Regions from separate parts of the Mus musculus genome. Here region 1 is linked to region 2. A link is a contact called in public promoter capture Hi-C data. All regions are on one chromosome and are shown on one strand. The core of a region is the stretch at or near the end of the contact, and the rest is flanking DNA. Distances in the headings are between cores, read along the strand shown.

What was found. Capture Hi-C pulls out chosen DNA fragments and counts their contacts.
Region 1: a promoter capture Hi-C map of liver shows a contact between it and region 2. The contact joins the promoter of Snw1 here to the promoter of Vipas39 in region 2. A contact is called at or near these places in 6 of 39 promoter capture datasets (the C10 cell line, the HPC-7 cell line, erythroid cells and 3 more), 10 of 484 Hi-C or Micro-C datasets (CD4 T cells, double positive thymocytes, embryonic stem cells and 5 more), 8 of 115 datasets of contacts at active chromatin or transcription factors (the SCID.adh cell line, bone marrow-derived macrophages, effector CD8 T cells and 5 more) and 3 of 9 other capture datasets (adipose tissue, liver and pancreatic islet).

The regions. Positions count from the first base shown.
Region 1 is chr12:87,470,868-87,473,567 of GRCm38.p6, reverse strand. Snw1 (SNW domain containing 1) reads left to right here and starts at 1,269. Exons shown (of 14, transcript NM_025507.2): 1 at 1,269-1,320. The coding sequence starts at 1,307.
Region 2 is chr12:87,264,871-87,267,570 of GRCm38.p6, reverse strand. Vipas39 (VPS33B interacting protein, apical-basolateral polarity regulator, spe-39 homolog) reads left to right here and starts at 1,285. Exons shown (of 20, transcript NM_001142580.1): 1 at 1,285-1,419. Ahsa1 (AHA1, activator of heat shock protein ATPase 1) reads right to left here and starts at 843. Exons shown (of 9, transcript NM_146036.2): 1 at 650-843. The coding sequence starts at 729.

The DNA.
Region 1 (2,700 bases), core at 20-2,519, 210 kb before region 2:
ATTTTAACATTGCCCTCAGTAGCCTCTTTAGTCTCTCATTACCATAGAAAACCAGTGTGTGGCAAGAAGAGTCCTTTTGTTTGTTTGGCGTGGTGATTTACTTATGCTTAGTGCAAGGTGTGGTACTCTCAGGAGGTATGGCATTGTTGGAGGAGGTTTGCCACTGTGGATGTAGGACTTTGAAGAGATCTATATCTACTCAAGCTCTGCCCAGAGTGAGACAAGCAGTCTCTCCTTACTGCCTTCAAATTGGCTTGCTGAACTCTCAGCTCCTTCTCCAGCACTATGTCTGCCTGGATGCTGCTATAATGATAATGAACTGAACCCCTGAAAATTTAAGCCAGCTACAAGTGATATTTTCCTTTATAAAAGTTGCCTCAGTCATGGCATCTTTTCACAGTAATGGGTACACTAAGACAGTTTGGTTTTAGTCTTTTGAGACAGGGTTTCTTTGTGTAGTCTTGGCCATCCTAGAACTAGCTCTGTAGACCAGACTGGCTTTGAACTCACAGTGATCTACCTCTGGGATTAAAGGCATGTGCCTCAACTGCTGGACTAAGAACTGTCTTTCTTGAGCTGCATTCAGTGGCAAAGACCTTTGATCCTAACACTTAGGAGGCAGTGTCAAGCTGATGTCAGATCATGACCAGCTTGGTCTATAGGAAAAGTTCCAAGGCAGCCAGGACTACACAGAAAAACCCTATCTCAGAAAGAAATAATTGTCTTTCTTACCTGTCTCAGTCCTACTTCAGCTCCAAATTATCAGCTGAACTAAATCTACGCTCATTGATCTTAATTTCTAGCATCTTCTTTATTTGCCACACCCCACACTGTTTTTTAAATAATTCATTCGTGAAGCAAAATTTAAAGTAGATGACTGTTAACACAACGATTAACTATATGCACGGAGGGTGGCTTATAGTGGGGGATCAGCCAGACTTTGCATCCTATTCAAAACTCTTAAGCAGTACTATGTGTAGCGGCCTTAAAGCAGAGTTGGATAATAGTATTAGCGTCCCAAAATAAGGCTTTATATCATATTTTGTATTATCACTACTGACATGTTAAACAGAGACCCTGTAGCCTGTAAAATCTACAGAAGTAAGGAATTTCGTATGCTAAGGTAGTTGTTGCTAACGCACTTTCAACAGACTGGCTGTCACAAGTCTCTCTCAAAGAACTACAAGGCCCAGAGGGCCGTTCGGTCAGAGCGCCTGCGCAGTGAGCATTTTTCCATTGTGTTCCTCGTTCCCGGGCAAGACTCGCCCGGCGACGTTGTGGCCTGCGCAGGAAGAAGCGGAAGAAGATGGCGCTCACCAGGTGGGTTGTTGATTTGGGTCCTCGATACGGAAGGGTCTGGAGTACACATCTTTTCCTTTCTGCCCGTACTGTTCGGGCTGTGACCTGGCCTGAGGCGCAGAAGTAACTTAGTCAAAACCGTGGCTGGAACCTCTCTCGGGCTTCCTCCGCGACTAGGCCGCGCCGAAGCCGGGGTCTTTCCTTCGGGGCTTCCCGGGTTGAGTTCGCCCCCCCCTGTTCCGAGAGCCCTGACATGGCCTCGCCGCGAGGACCTCACATGTGCTTCGCGTAAGCGGCGCGGTAGATTGACGAGCGCCTTGTGGACTGCGGGCTGAGATGGTTGCACTGCGAAGCCGCGGCTTATTTAACCCCGCTAAGCAAAGCTCGCCCGTCTCGTGGGAGGCTTTCCAGCCGCTTGTATGTTTTGTGCTTCTCATTTTCTCCTGCTACTCTCTCTCTCCCGAAACAAAGATTTTTGCAAAAAAAAAAAAAAAAACAAAACAAAAAAACAAAGAGTTGGGAACGTCCGAGAACCGACCAAGTTTTTTTTTAATTGACAGCAGTAGGGGCTGCTGTTGACTAAATGCGCGCCGCTCCACCTTTTAACTTTGGATCTTAGAATTTCTTTTGTACATAGAACCACCTCCGGCTTTTGCTGTTCCTGGTTGCCCTGGTTACTGTATGTAAAGTGTTTCCAACCTTTAAGGAAAAGAAAATGCTAAGTGGGAGACTTCCAAAAAGTTATGTAACTCCCAACTGCTGTAAGTGGAAAAACTTTCCATGCAAACTCAGCTGGAAAAGTCTGATTTTAAAGAAGGTATTCACTTTAGGGCCTTGGATTGTACCTGTTAAACCCACTTCTCATATTTTTTCCTGGCTCATAACAATATGAATCCTAAGAATATTTTGGTTATATGAATTAAGGTTTGTTGTCCTGCTTTGCCCTAGAGGTAGTATATGTAGAATGAAAAAAAAATTTTTTTTAAACCGGGAAGATGGACAAGTGGGTACACGGATGAAAATAGTGCAGGCGGGAGGATCTCAGAGTTCCAAGGCCAATCAGGTCTGTATAGGTAGTTTAAGGCCAGGATTTAAAAACAAAAACAGAATAACACTGACCTGGTTAGCTTTAACTGTCTGCTTAACACCTGGTCAAAAGATATCAGGTGAAAAAATTGCCTAGAACAGATTGGCTTATGGACATGTCTGGAAAGGATTGTTTTTCTTGCTAAGAGATGCAGGAAGATCCAAACCACTAATGGCTGCTCCATTCCCTAGGCGGGATATCCTGAACAGTATAAGCTAGATGAGTATAAGCCACTCTGCCAACCAGCAAGCAGCTTACATGGTGCCTAGCCTGCCTGCCTGCTTGCCTCCCTCCTTCCTTCTCTGCAAGAAAGC
Region 2 (2,700 bases), core at 36-2,535:
AAAAAATATAATGTCTGTAAAGTTCAGTGGCACTCCAAATAACTTTGTTTCCAGAAGATTTCTGAGAGATGAGGCAGCTTCCAAGACCGGTTAGGCTGTAAAATCATGACTGCCGGGCAACCTGGAGTTGTTACAACAGAACTTAACAGTTCCGGGTAGGAGACTGCATTGCGTTCAGCATCCCGAAGCTCCAAGTGCCCTGCAGATCACGTTCCAAAGCTTCTCACGCTGGACTGAGGCAGTAGTCCCCTATGACTTTTGCTTTCACTGTAACCCGCAAACCAACAACTACCGCGCCTGGAGCTCTCGAATTCCCCAGCAGACTCCCAACACAATCGGCAGGGGTCTGGATCTCAAGGACGCCTGCGGCCACGTGTAGGAAGTATCACCCGGCTCAGGCTGGATGCAGCAACTAGGGCACTCTGTTCTCGCTCTGAAATTCCTCCTTGGGGACTCAGCAGTCCATGTCGAACCCATCGCCCCTAAGACTGTGATGGTGGCGAGGGATGGAGGGGACCCCTGCTACAGAAAGGACTCACGCCCAACCCCAGGCCAGGGTTACTTGGGTCCCGTACTCGCCAAGGTCCCAGACACCTCCAACCCCTAGCCTGTTAACAGTGCTCCTGCGGCCTGTCTTGCTGGCCCATACCAGTGCCAGTTGTTGACGTTGGTGGCGTCCGCCCGCTCCTCCACGATCCAGCGTGGGTCTCCCTCACCCCACTTGGCCATCAGCTCACTTATCGCACCGCTACCAGCTCCCAAGCAGCCGCAGCCACAGCCTGAGGACCGCTCGGTCCCAGCCGCCTGGCAGCGCCTGGAAACTACTAGAAGCAGCACAGCACCTCCTGGCTTGCTTTTCCCTCCACCCCAACCCCCTCCCAGCCTTAACTTCCGGCTCCTCCTCGCTCTTACCGGGTACTTCCGTTCCAGCTCGCCGAGCCGTAGGTTCCGTAACTTCTGGCGTTCCTTCCAGCTCTCTCAGTTTATCTTAAAAGCTCTTAAGTCTAGGCCCTCAAGATCCTAATCCCCACCGGCTAGGACACAAAATATTCCTCTCATTGTCTCCTTGGGCCCTAAACCGACCTTGCTGAGCCTGATGGGAGTTGTAGTCTTTAAACCAACCCTTCCGATAACTGCGGAAGGTCATGCTGAAAGTAAAGGAAATGACCTAGCACTATGCGCTAGTATTTCTGGGAATGCTAGTCCAGAAGCCTCGCGGCCCGCAGGGAGGACGAAAGAATGATAGAGGTTATGGAACTACAACTTCCAGGATGCTTTGCGGGTATTCCTTTCACCTTCTTCAGACTCTTCTCCGCTGTCCCCTTCTGCTCTTCTCTATGCCTCACAGCCTGTTTAGAAAGGCTGGTCCAGCGGCTGAGCCTGGCGCTGTCCTGAGAAGGAGCGCTCGGTGTGGAAGAGGTGAGGGTGTCCCAAGCCCCTGTCTAGGCCTCGTGTCTAGGTGAACCCACCCTCTCCGCACCCTTTTCTTTCCCTGTCTTTTCTGAGGCATCCTTACACTCTCACTCCGACCTTCTTCTGTCGGGACCACTCTTGGGAGCTCCGAGATGGGGCTTTCCAGCAAGCCTCAAAGCAGCTTACTCAACATTTGGTTCTGAATATGTCTTCTCAGGCACCCTCTAGGCTCTGGTGTTTGTGGTAGATGCGTGGTTTCCTGGACCTTGCTCCTGTAATCCAATCTCTCAGGTCTTTGTTCTCAAACATCGCCTTAAAAACCTAGCTTAACTTCCAGTAGCTGGTTTCTACAGTACCCTGAGGCAAGGAACCTCTTGGTTGTAGGGTTTTGGTTTTTGGTTTTGTTTTGTTTTGTGTTTTAAACGGGTCCTGTTTTCCCTATGTCGTGTTCCCGTCCTCTCGCATCTGTCCCCCTATCCATGTCAGACTGTCAGTGTACAGGTGACGATAAGATCAAATCTCGGAAGCATTTTAAATCACGTTGAAGCCCGCTTTCCTTTGAGCATTCTTAGAGTTATAAATTGTTACCATTTTACTTACCACGTAAATCACGGTCTCTTTTGTCACTCGAAATACAATGTATCCACTACTGTAAAAAGAGTCTTAAGAATTCTTGGTGAAGTACTAAGTTTGTTAGACATATTCTCTACCTATTTCTAGTTACCATTGTAAAGATCTGTCTAGTTTTCCCAAAAGTGAAAAAAGAAAAGAAAGAGTCTAGGATCCAAAAACCCTGGATTGTAGTTTGGAGTAGAAGTGATTTAGTAAAGTTGTGATGTTTACTGCTTCTGAGCTTTGTTCCCCTGGTCGGTGGGAATCTCCCAGGCTTACCTTTCAGGATCGTTGTGAATGACAAATGAATGACAGTTATTTATGAATTTGCACACATGTTAGAGACATGTTTATGTTCTGTACACATCTTCATGATTTGTGGCCTGGTTTAGAATTTCTTTTAATATTTAAGATTGCTTTTTACAAAAATTTTGGAGGCTGGGAATATAGTTCAGTGGTAGAGTGCTTGTCTAAAACGTGGGAGGCCCGAAGCTCAGTTCCCAGAACTGCAGAAAACAAAATTCTCTTGTTTTATCTAAGGTAGCATTAAGATTAGGTAAACACTTTGCATATATTATCTAGTGGCAGACTAACTGCTATATCAAATACTAACGGGATGTAACCTTACATGTTTATTTTCTGCCAAGCACTTTGTTAGGCTTTCTAACACTATTT